Regions from separate parts of the Sus scrofa genome. Here regions 1 and 3 are each linked to region 2. Evidence: chromatin contacts called from public Hi-C and HiChIP or PLAC-seq data. All regions are on one chromosome and are shown on one strand. The core of a region is the stretch at or near the end of the contact, and the rest is flanking DNA. Distances in the headings are between cores, read along the strand shown. Region 1 holds the start of PNPO (pyridoxine-5'-phosphate oxidase). Region 2 holds the start of SP2 (transcription factor Sp2). Region 3 holds the start of SCRN2 (secernin-2).

The links. A called contact is a pair of places that touch in the nucleus more often than the background predicts. HiChIP or PLAC-seq counts read pairs in DNA pulled down with a chosen protein or histone mark.
Region 1: a contact with region 2 is called in an H3K27ac HiChIP or PLAC-seq map of alveolar macrophages. The contact joins the promoter of PNPO here to the promoter of SP2 in region 2. A contact is called at or near these places in 2 of 5 promoter capture datasets (fetal liver and liver), 20 of 47 Hi-C or Micro-C datasets (adipose tissue, alveolar macrophages, brain and 12 more) and 2 of 2 datasets of contacts at active chromatin or transcription factors (alveolar macrophages and skeletal muscle).
Region 3: a contact with region 2 is called in a Hi-C map of skeletal muscle, with 4 times the contacts expected there. The contact joins the promoter of SCRN2 here to the promoter of SP2 in region 2. A contact is called at or near these places in 4 of 5 promoter capture datasets (fetal liver, fetal skeletal muscle and liver), 27 of 47 Hi-C or Micro-C datasets (alveolar macrophages, blood, brain and 14 more) and 2 of 2 datasets of contacts at active chromatin or transcription factors (alveolar macrophages and skeletal muscle).

Annotation. Positions count from the first base shown.
Region 1 is chr12:24,191,441-24,194,140 of Sscrofa11.1, reverse strand. It overlaps PNPO (pyridoxine-5'-phosphate oxidase), which reads right to left and starts at 1,293. Exons shown (of 6, transcript XM_021067086.1): 1 at 1,021-1,293. The coding sequence starts at 1,158. LOC102162548 (a long non-coding RNA gene) reads left to right here and starts at 1,337. Exons shown (of 3, transcript XR_002337146.1): 1 at 1,337-1,476.
Region 2 is chr12:24,152,797-24,155,537 of Sscrofa11.1, reverse strand. It overlaps SP2 (transcription factor Sp2), which reads right to left and starts at 1,451. Exons shown (of 9, transcript XM_021067084.1): 1 at 1,345-1,451.
Region 3 is chr12:24,093,742-24,096,441 of Sscrofa11.1, reverse strand. SCRN2 (secernin-2) reads left to right here and starts at 1,279. Exons shown (of 8, transcript XM_003131533.4): 1 at 1,279-1,407; 2 at 1,791-1,964; 3 at 2,267-2,448. The coding sequence starts at 1,366.

The sequences.
Region 1 (2,700 bases), core at 44-2,543, 39 kb before region 2:
CATAAAAAAGGGTCGCACAGCTAGTGATGGACAAGTCAGGGTTTCATGTTATGAGTGTCAAACCACTCACCCCTGGGAAGGCTAAAAAGAAAAAGACAGATTCCTGGGCTCCACCCTGCAAACTCTCATTCAGTAGATCTGAGGTTTAATGAAAAGCTGCCTGGTTTGGTTTTTTGTTTGTTTTGTTTTTGCTTTTGTCTTTTTGCCTTTTCCAGGGCAGCTCCCGCAGCACATGGAGGTTCCCAGGCTAGGAGTCCAATCGGAGCTGCAGCCACCGGCCTATACCAGAGCCACAGCAACGCAGGATTTGAGCCGCATCTGCGACTTACACCACAGATCAAGGCCAGGGATCGAACCCGCAACCTCATGGTTCCTAGTCGGATTCGTTAAGCACTGAGCCACGATGGGAACTCCGAAAAGCTGCCTGTTTAACAAGCATTTCTGGAAATGCTCACATGCAACCAGATCTGGTAACCGGGCTCTGGGCCCCAATTCCAAAATAGTTCTCTTGGTTTCTCTCCTAAGGAAGGAAACAGGCAATAAGAGCCAGGAGCTTTCTCTCCACCCACTAAGTTAGTCCTCCTCCCTCCATGTTACTTATTTATCAAACATTATAAGCCGATGATCATTGCTCTAGGCACTTTATAAATATCAAAGTCCATAACATCCCCATGAGGTCGATACCATGACTTCTCAGGTGAGGAAACTGAGGCCAGAAAGGTGAGTAAATCGCCCAAGGAGTGCGCCAGGCGACCGGCAGGATTCCACCCAAGTGGGCCTCAGAGGGAGAGCCTTGACCCCCTAAGACAAGCCGCCTCTGGAGTCCATCTTGATCTTCCTTTCCCCAGAACCCCTCCCCTGCCGGTTGTCTTTCAACTCCCCTTCTCCCACGGTGACGACTCCGAGCCCCATGGGGTGGACCAGAAACCCCGAAGGGTTCCTCCCATTCCCCTCCCCTCCGGAGATGACTCCGGTTCCCTGTGCTCCCGACCCTGCCGAGGCCCAGCCCCGCGGTGGCACCTCTCGCTCCCCGCAGTAACTCTTGCGCATCGGCCCCAAGTCCATGACTGCACCGCGACTGCACAGGTGGCGGGCGTAGCGGGGCCACTGGGCAGGTCGACCGAACGTCACGATGACGCCCCGAAGTCCACAAGTCATGGGGGTGCCGGCCACGTGACCCGGCGTCGCTCCGCGCTGTGTTCCTTTGGATTCGGAACCAGTTTCTTAGCCCGGGAATCTACCCCAGCAAGGAAGAACTTGCCCTTAGCCCTAAGTCCTCGGAGCCAATGGGAACCCAGGGTCGGTGGAGGGAGCCAGGCGCGGAGAGGCCATTGGCCAGAGCTTTCCAGGAGTGAAGCCAATTAGAGCGAGAACAAAGGAACCCGACCGCCAATGGGAGGCGCCTCCGGGGGCGGGAGCAGGGAGACAAGGAAATGCTGTCACCGCCGTTAACACGCACGTGGAGGTTTGTTAAAGGTATAGGGACTGCAGCAGCCCAGGCTGGGGGGGGGGGGGCAGGGGATGAGCCGCTGGGGGGCTTGAGGGGAGCGGTCATGTTCAGCGGCCAGCCCCTAGCAGGTGCCTGAAGAGAGGCTTAGTGCAGGACGTACCCCCTGGAGGAGGGTGGTAGCCTGGAAAGGACAAATGGAAAATGGAATTAGGGGCCAGACTCTGAGGCAAGGTGTAGGGGAAACACAGAAAGGGGCGATCTGATGAGGAAAAGAAATTGGGGTTGGAGAGTGGGAGAGGTTGAACTGACTTGTGGATCTCAGGGAACAGGTGCTGTGTAGTGTGTGAGCTTGGAGAGGCATTCTGAGGTCTGGGGAGGTGCAGTGGGGTCAGGAGGAGAATATGGGCAAGAAGGCTGAGTGGGAAAGGGGAAGAGGAAAATTTGGGATCAAGCCATCCCCAGACCAGAACTGTCTTCCTCTTCCAGCTCTGAATCCCTTCTCTCCAGCCTCACGTCTTTAACCTGGGTCAGAGCATGCTGCTCCCTTTCCTCGAGGTTTCCTCTTTTGTGGTTGCAGCAGAGTTCACACTAGCCAGTGTTCTGGTGGATGGAAAGACTGCCCCACCTCTCCAGGGCCACCCCCCATCTTTGCTAAGTTTCCCCATGTTCACATTTTGCCCTTTCTGGGAGTTTAGTTCCCAGGTCAGTGCCAGCCATAGCCGAGGGCACAGGGGTGCAGTCCCTTCCAGGCTGTGGACTCAGGGCTAAGAAATAGGACACCTGTCAGTGTCCATTACAGCTTTGACCTGGCTGGGGCAGCCTTGGATCAAGGCCTCTCTGTAATCCTGGTTTCCACCAACATCAGGAAGGGGAGCTGCAAGAGCCATCTAGGCAGGCACCCCAGGACTGTGCCAGGTAAGGGGAACTTCCTACCCTGCCCAGGTGCCTGCATTACAGCTAAGTTTCATTAAGCCCTACATAAGATACCTGTCATTCTTTATTATGTGCGTGGTAGCTTGAGCCAAAGAGAATCTGGAAGACAAATTTGCTGCGAAGAAATAATATACGTTTTAAGACTTAATGATGTTGATCTATGGATTTTCCGCTGGTTGAAATTTTTTCTGTTGCCGTCATTTTTCTCCACCAACATAACTGAGAGTTGACAGGACTTTGTCGCTGAAGTTGTCTTTCCACAAATAAGCATTGCTTCTGTCCTCCCAAGGCCCTGCTCTTGAACCTCGGTAAGCACT
Region 2 (2,741 bases), core at 202-2,701:
ATCTAAAATGCCAATTCAACACTTAGCCCTCCACTGTGATACTTAATGCCTTCTGGGGTACAGCATACAAGTTTTAGACAGTGCATGCCAATGTACCTTCTATTTCCAAGGAAACCCATGTAATGGGGGCCCGCATGGGCCAATTCATTGCTTAAAGCAGATCTCCTGGCTCCTCCCTCCCTTTCTCTAAGAAAACGATTAAGTGACCAAGAAGTAGCCTCAGAAGAAGAAACAAACTTAGGAGAATGTGCACTGAGAAAAGCCAGACTGAGTCCCTTCGGATCAGGTTAATTAAGAAACAAACACAACAGTATATTGGAATCAAAACCAAAGAATGCACTGAGGACAGGTTTCTCAACTGCCCAGAGGAGAAGACACAGTTCCTTTTCATCTAAAATTAGAAAGCCACCGGGAACATAAGCCAAGAAAGCATGGGTAGGAGGCTGAGAACCATAAGTCAGCAACGGGGATGGAGAGGGGGTGGAGGAAGAAAGTTAAGCATCCATTTTATTGCTTCTGTCATTCCTTCGGTTTGTTCCTGGCCTTTGGGATTCAGCAGTGCTCCCTCCCCCCGCCCCCCCAACGGGATGCCTGGTACAGGCTGGAAGTTCTGTTAACAAGTTCTTAAACGTCCCACAATTTTGCTAAGAGCTGGCAGATATCTAGCTGGAGGCTCAAGGATGCAAGTGAAATATTAAAAGGTTTCTGCCCACCCCGCAGTCTAAGCAGAGAGGTCATCTACCTAGGGAGTGCCCTCATGTCCTGACACCATCTCTCGACTGGGATACATCAGTAACTCGGTTGGCTTCCAAGCCCAGCAGTGCCCATGTGGTTGGCGCCCTCGGAATTTCAAGCATTCCCCCGCCCCTCTCTGCTCTCGGGAGAATCCTGAATCACTGGTGGGCAAATAGAGTGAGAATGCAAAAGGGTCCCCGAACACAGGGCAAGCGCACAGGGCGTCGACCGCCTCCTCGAAGCCGACCCAGGCAACGTCTCCGGGCCTGGCAGCGCTCAAGCGGGTCGGCCAGGCCGAGGGGGGTGCCAGGCCGGCCCCGGGTGCCCGCTCCTCTCGCCAGCCCCCGGAAGCGCCGCCCTCCCGCCCAGCGGGCTCCGAGGGGGCGGGGAGTCGAACACCCCCTTCCGGGTGCCTCCGCCCGGCTGGCCAGCCCCGCTCCTCCTCCGGGCGGGAATCCTCCCTCCCCGCCCCTCCCGGAGCCGGGCCCCGGCGCCAGGCCCGGCCCCAGGGGGGAACCCTCAGCCCCGGCTCCCCCTCCCTGCGGCCTCTGCCCGTCTTCCCGACCCTTGAGAGCCGGAAAGACCCCGCCGGCAGCGGCCAGGACCCACCGCTCATTACGACATCTTCCTCCCTGGCCTCCGCCGCCTCCGCCGCCACCGAGAGCCTGACACCGCCCGCCTAGCACCCACCAATCCCGGAGCCCGCCACCGCCCGAGCGACGGCAGCGTTCACCAATTAGAGTTCGGTACATTGGGGACCGACAGCAGTACTAACCAATCAAAGAGATGTATCTAGAGCGACGTTGGTTTGGCCAATAAACCTGTGAAATGTCACTGATGGACCGTAGAGGGCACCAACCGGAAGCCTACTGTAGAATGAACGACATGTCCGCCAGCCAACTGGCGGGAGGCAAAGTCCCGCCCACGAGGTGGTTGATGGACAGCAACAGGAAGCTGGATAAGGCGGGGCTTAGCTGAGGAGTGGTTTTGTATTGGTAGTGGTTGACCTTCCACCCACCTCTAACCCAGAAGATGACTGACAGATCTGCCCTAAAGCCAATCAGAAGTCCTCAGGGTGAGGCCGAAAAATGCCCTATAAATAGCATCTACTTTGCACCTTAATCGAGTGTTGCCCTGGCCTGGCGAGGGTTCCTGCGCTTCGGCCACTCAACTACTGCCTGGTGAGTGGAAAACCACCAGTCTCATTTAGTCCCTCACCCTTCATCGCTTCTGGAGAGGGGAATGAGCCCCGAGGTGACTTTGTACAGCGAGGCGTTGGAGTCGGACACAATAGCGAGAGTTGGGGCTGTGTGACTCTTCTGAAGTGAGGGGATTATTTTCATCGTCTCAGTTGAAATCCCTCTTAATCCTCACATGGTTATTTATTGCATCGACTCCTTGATTTGGGCACAGAATCACCCGAAGCTCTCCAAAAAGTAGATTCCCGGGGCCGCCTCATGTGTCCGGGGCAAACCTGGAATATGCATTCTAACCAGCGCCTCCGGTGGACAGAATTGGTCCGTGCCCGACTCACCTCCTTAAATGAGGTGCTGTGAGTACAGCACTTGGCAGGAGCTACGTGGGTAGGTTTCTCTTTCCTATGGATGCGAACTTGGGAAGGCATTCATTAGTAAGAAGAAATCCATTCTGGTTTCAGACCAGCCTGTATTTGAAGTTTTACACAGTCCACTTGCAGAGAGGCAGGGTACCGAAACTCCCTGCACCTTATGGAAAAAAGAGGCTAATTGCAACCACACCTTAGAGCAATGGCTTTTTTTCTTTACTTTTCTTCTCGTTTTTTAAAATCATAGCCCCACAGTGAGAAATACATTTGCATTATGACCTATTACACTTATAACTCCTGTGAGAGTATGATAAAAGTTTTCAGACACAATACTTACCCTTTCTACTTGTGATGCACTGATGTTTTCTAGCCTGTCCTCTTATTTTTTTTGTTTGTTTGTTTTTTGTTTTTTAGGGCCACACCTGTGGTATATGGACATTCC
Region 3 (2,700 bases), core at 30-2,529, 59 kb after region 2:
GAATCCGACTAGGAACCATGAGGTTGCGTGCAGGTTCGATCCCTGCCTTTGCTCAGTGGGTTAACGATCCGGCGTTGCCGTGAGCTGTGGTGTAGGTTGCAGACACGGCTCAGATCCCGCGTTGCTGTGGCTCTGGCGTAGGCTGGCAGCTACAGCTCCGATTAGACCCCTAGCCTGGGAGCGACCCAAGAAATGGCAAAAAGACAAAAAAAAAAAAAAAAAAAAAAATTGTTATAAAAAAAGGCTGGTGATAGAGATGGTTTATAGAGGAAAAATGACCAGGAAAGCAGAAAATCTGGGCTCGGAGTCTACCTCCACACAAATATATGTGCCCTCTTGGCCGGACTTCTCCTTTGCTGTTTCAGTTTCACTAGATGTAAAGGCATCAAATCTTTAGACTAGAAATTTCCAAATTTCCTTTTATTGTTTTTTATTTTTTAATTTTTAAATTTTTTTTTTTGGCTTTTTAGAGCCACACGTGTGGCATATGCAGGTGCCCAGGCTAGGGGATGAATCCGAGCTGTAGTTGCTGGCCTACACCACAGCCACAGCAAGGCGTGATCTGAACCACCGTCTGCGACCTATGCCACAGCTCATGGCAACTCCAAATCCTTAACGCACTGAGCAAGGCCAGGGATCGAACAGCCTCATGGATGCTAGTCAGTTTCACTTCCACTGAGCCATGAAGGAAATGCCCAAATTTCCTTTTAAAGCTAACTTCCAATGGTTTGTTTGAGCACTCGGAGGCAGAACTGGCCTTTTGGGGGTCAGAAGGATTTTCTGCACTTGTGCTTTTTAAAAAATGCATTATTCTTAAATTATTCTAACACCTCTTGGCCTGGGACCACTCTTATAGATCTTATTTCCAAGGGGTTGGGAGTGGGAGGTGGGTGATGGCGGGGAGTAGGAGGAACAGGGGAGGAGGGTTGAGGCGGGGGTGGGGGCAACCACCTGGAATTGTGCTTTTGGAATTCAAACCAAGATGCAAATAGCTGAGGTTTCTCCTTCATCTCCAGATGGCCCAGCAGTCCCTGGTCTCTAACAAATCAGCCAGGTTTTTCCTTCTTCCCTTTTCATGTGGTTACCTTGCCACCCCCACCTCCCGCTCCCGGCAGGACCCCATTGGAAGAGCTCGCAGCTTCGTTGTGGCTTTTATCCGGCCTGGAAGTGACGCTCGGATAGCGCAGGTAGGCGGCCTGCAACACTTGGAGGGTCGCCTCGCTCCAAAAAGCGGTGCTGGCGCGCACCCTGGTGGAAAACGGAGGAACTGCAGATCCGTTTCCGGCTCCGCCCCCAGGTCCAAAGCCTTCCAGGTCACCTAGGAGCCTCCGCCCCTTGGGACCGACCTGACTCGAAGCCGAGGCAATGGCTCTCAGGACTAAGCTGGAGATCTTGGAGGGAGAGAGGGTGAGGGGCGTACAGTACTGGAGCAGCGAGAAAGGGTGGACAGAAGAGGGGCGTGGGACTCTTGGAGGGGGGTGGGTAGCGCGGAAAAAGCTCCCGCGACAGTCTCAAAGGGCCAAGACCCCCGTCTTGGCAGGGCCTTTGGGGCGTGCGGTCGGCGCATGTCTGAGAACTCCCGATCCTGAAGCTTGGGGAGAGAGTGGGTGTCTCTGTTAGCGCACGCTTGAGCATCTAGTGTGCGTGCGGTGCTGAGCGTCCAGAATCCTACGGCGGTGTCTTCCCTGAGTGTCTGCTCAAGTTGGGAGAGGGGCTTCTAGGACTGCGCCCCGGCCAGGACGGTGGAGAGGTGGCTTGAGAGGGACATACTCATCCCCACCTCCCCCCAGATGGCATCGTGGAGCCCTGACACCCCATGTTCCTGCGACTGCTTTGTCTCAGTGCCCCCAGCCTCAGCCATTCCCGCCGTGATCTTTGCCAAGAACTCGGACCGACCCCGGGATGAGGTGCAGGAAGTGGTGTTTGTCCCAGCAGGCACTCACGCCCCTGGAAGCCGGCTCCAGGTGGGTTAGGCCTTATAGGATGCTGGGTGCTCTGGCAGAACTAGGCATTCTTCTAAGACCTTCCTTCTCTGCTCCCCACTCCTGGAAAGCTGCCAGATGTGGTGAAAGAAGCATGAGCTTTGAGTCTAGCAATTGGGAACTAACCTATAATTTAGCCTCTGGATCTCAGTTTGCTCATCTGGAAAACGGGAATAATAAGTGCTTCCTCAAAGGGCTGTGGAAAGTGATGCGCACCAGGTCCCCACTTCGTAGGTACTCCCCCTTTCTGAGTGGACCCTCTCTCTCTCCTCCCTTATCTCCAGTGCACCTACATCGAGGTGGAACAGGTGCCAAAGACCCATGCTGTGATCCTGAGCCGCCCTTCTTGGCTGTGGGGGGCTGAGATGGGCGCCAATGAGCATGGTGTCTGCATTGGCAACGAGGCGGTGTGGACCAAGGAGCCAGTTGGCGAGGGGGAAGCCCTGCTGGGCATGGATCTGCTCAGGTGTGGACCCTGCCTTCCCTCGTCCCCTCCGTACACCAGTAATTTGGGGCTAAGACCTGACCCGGGCCATCTTCCCAAGTCTGGTTCATAGGCGCTGCCCACTTTGGGCCTACTTTATCATCTCCAGGGAGGCTGTCCCTGCCCCTCCTCTCTCCTGGCCCCATGTCCACAGTCTGGAAGGAGGTCCCAAATGTGGCCATCTTTGGATCTCTCCTGGCCCAGAAATAGGGCAGTGGTTTAAACTTTTTTTTT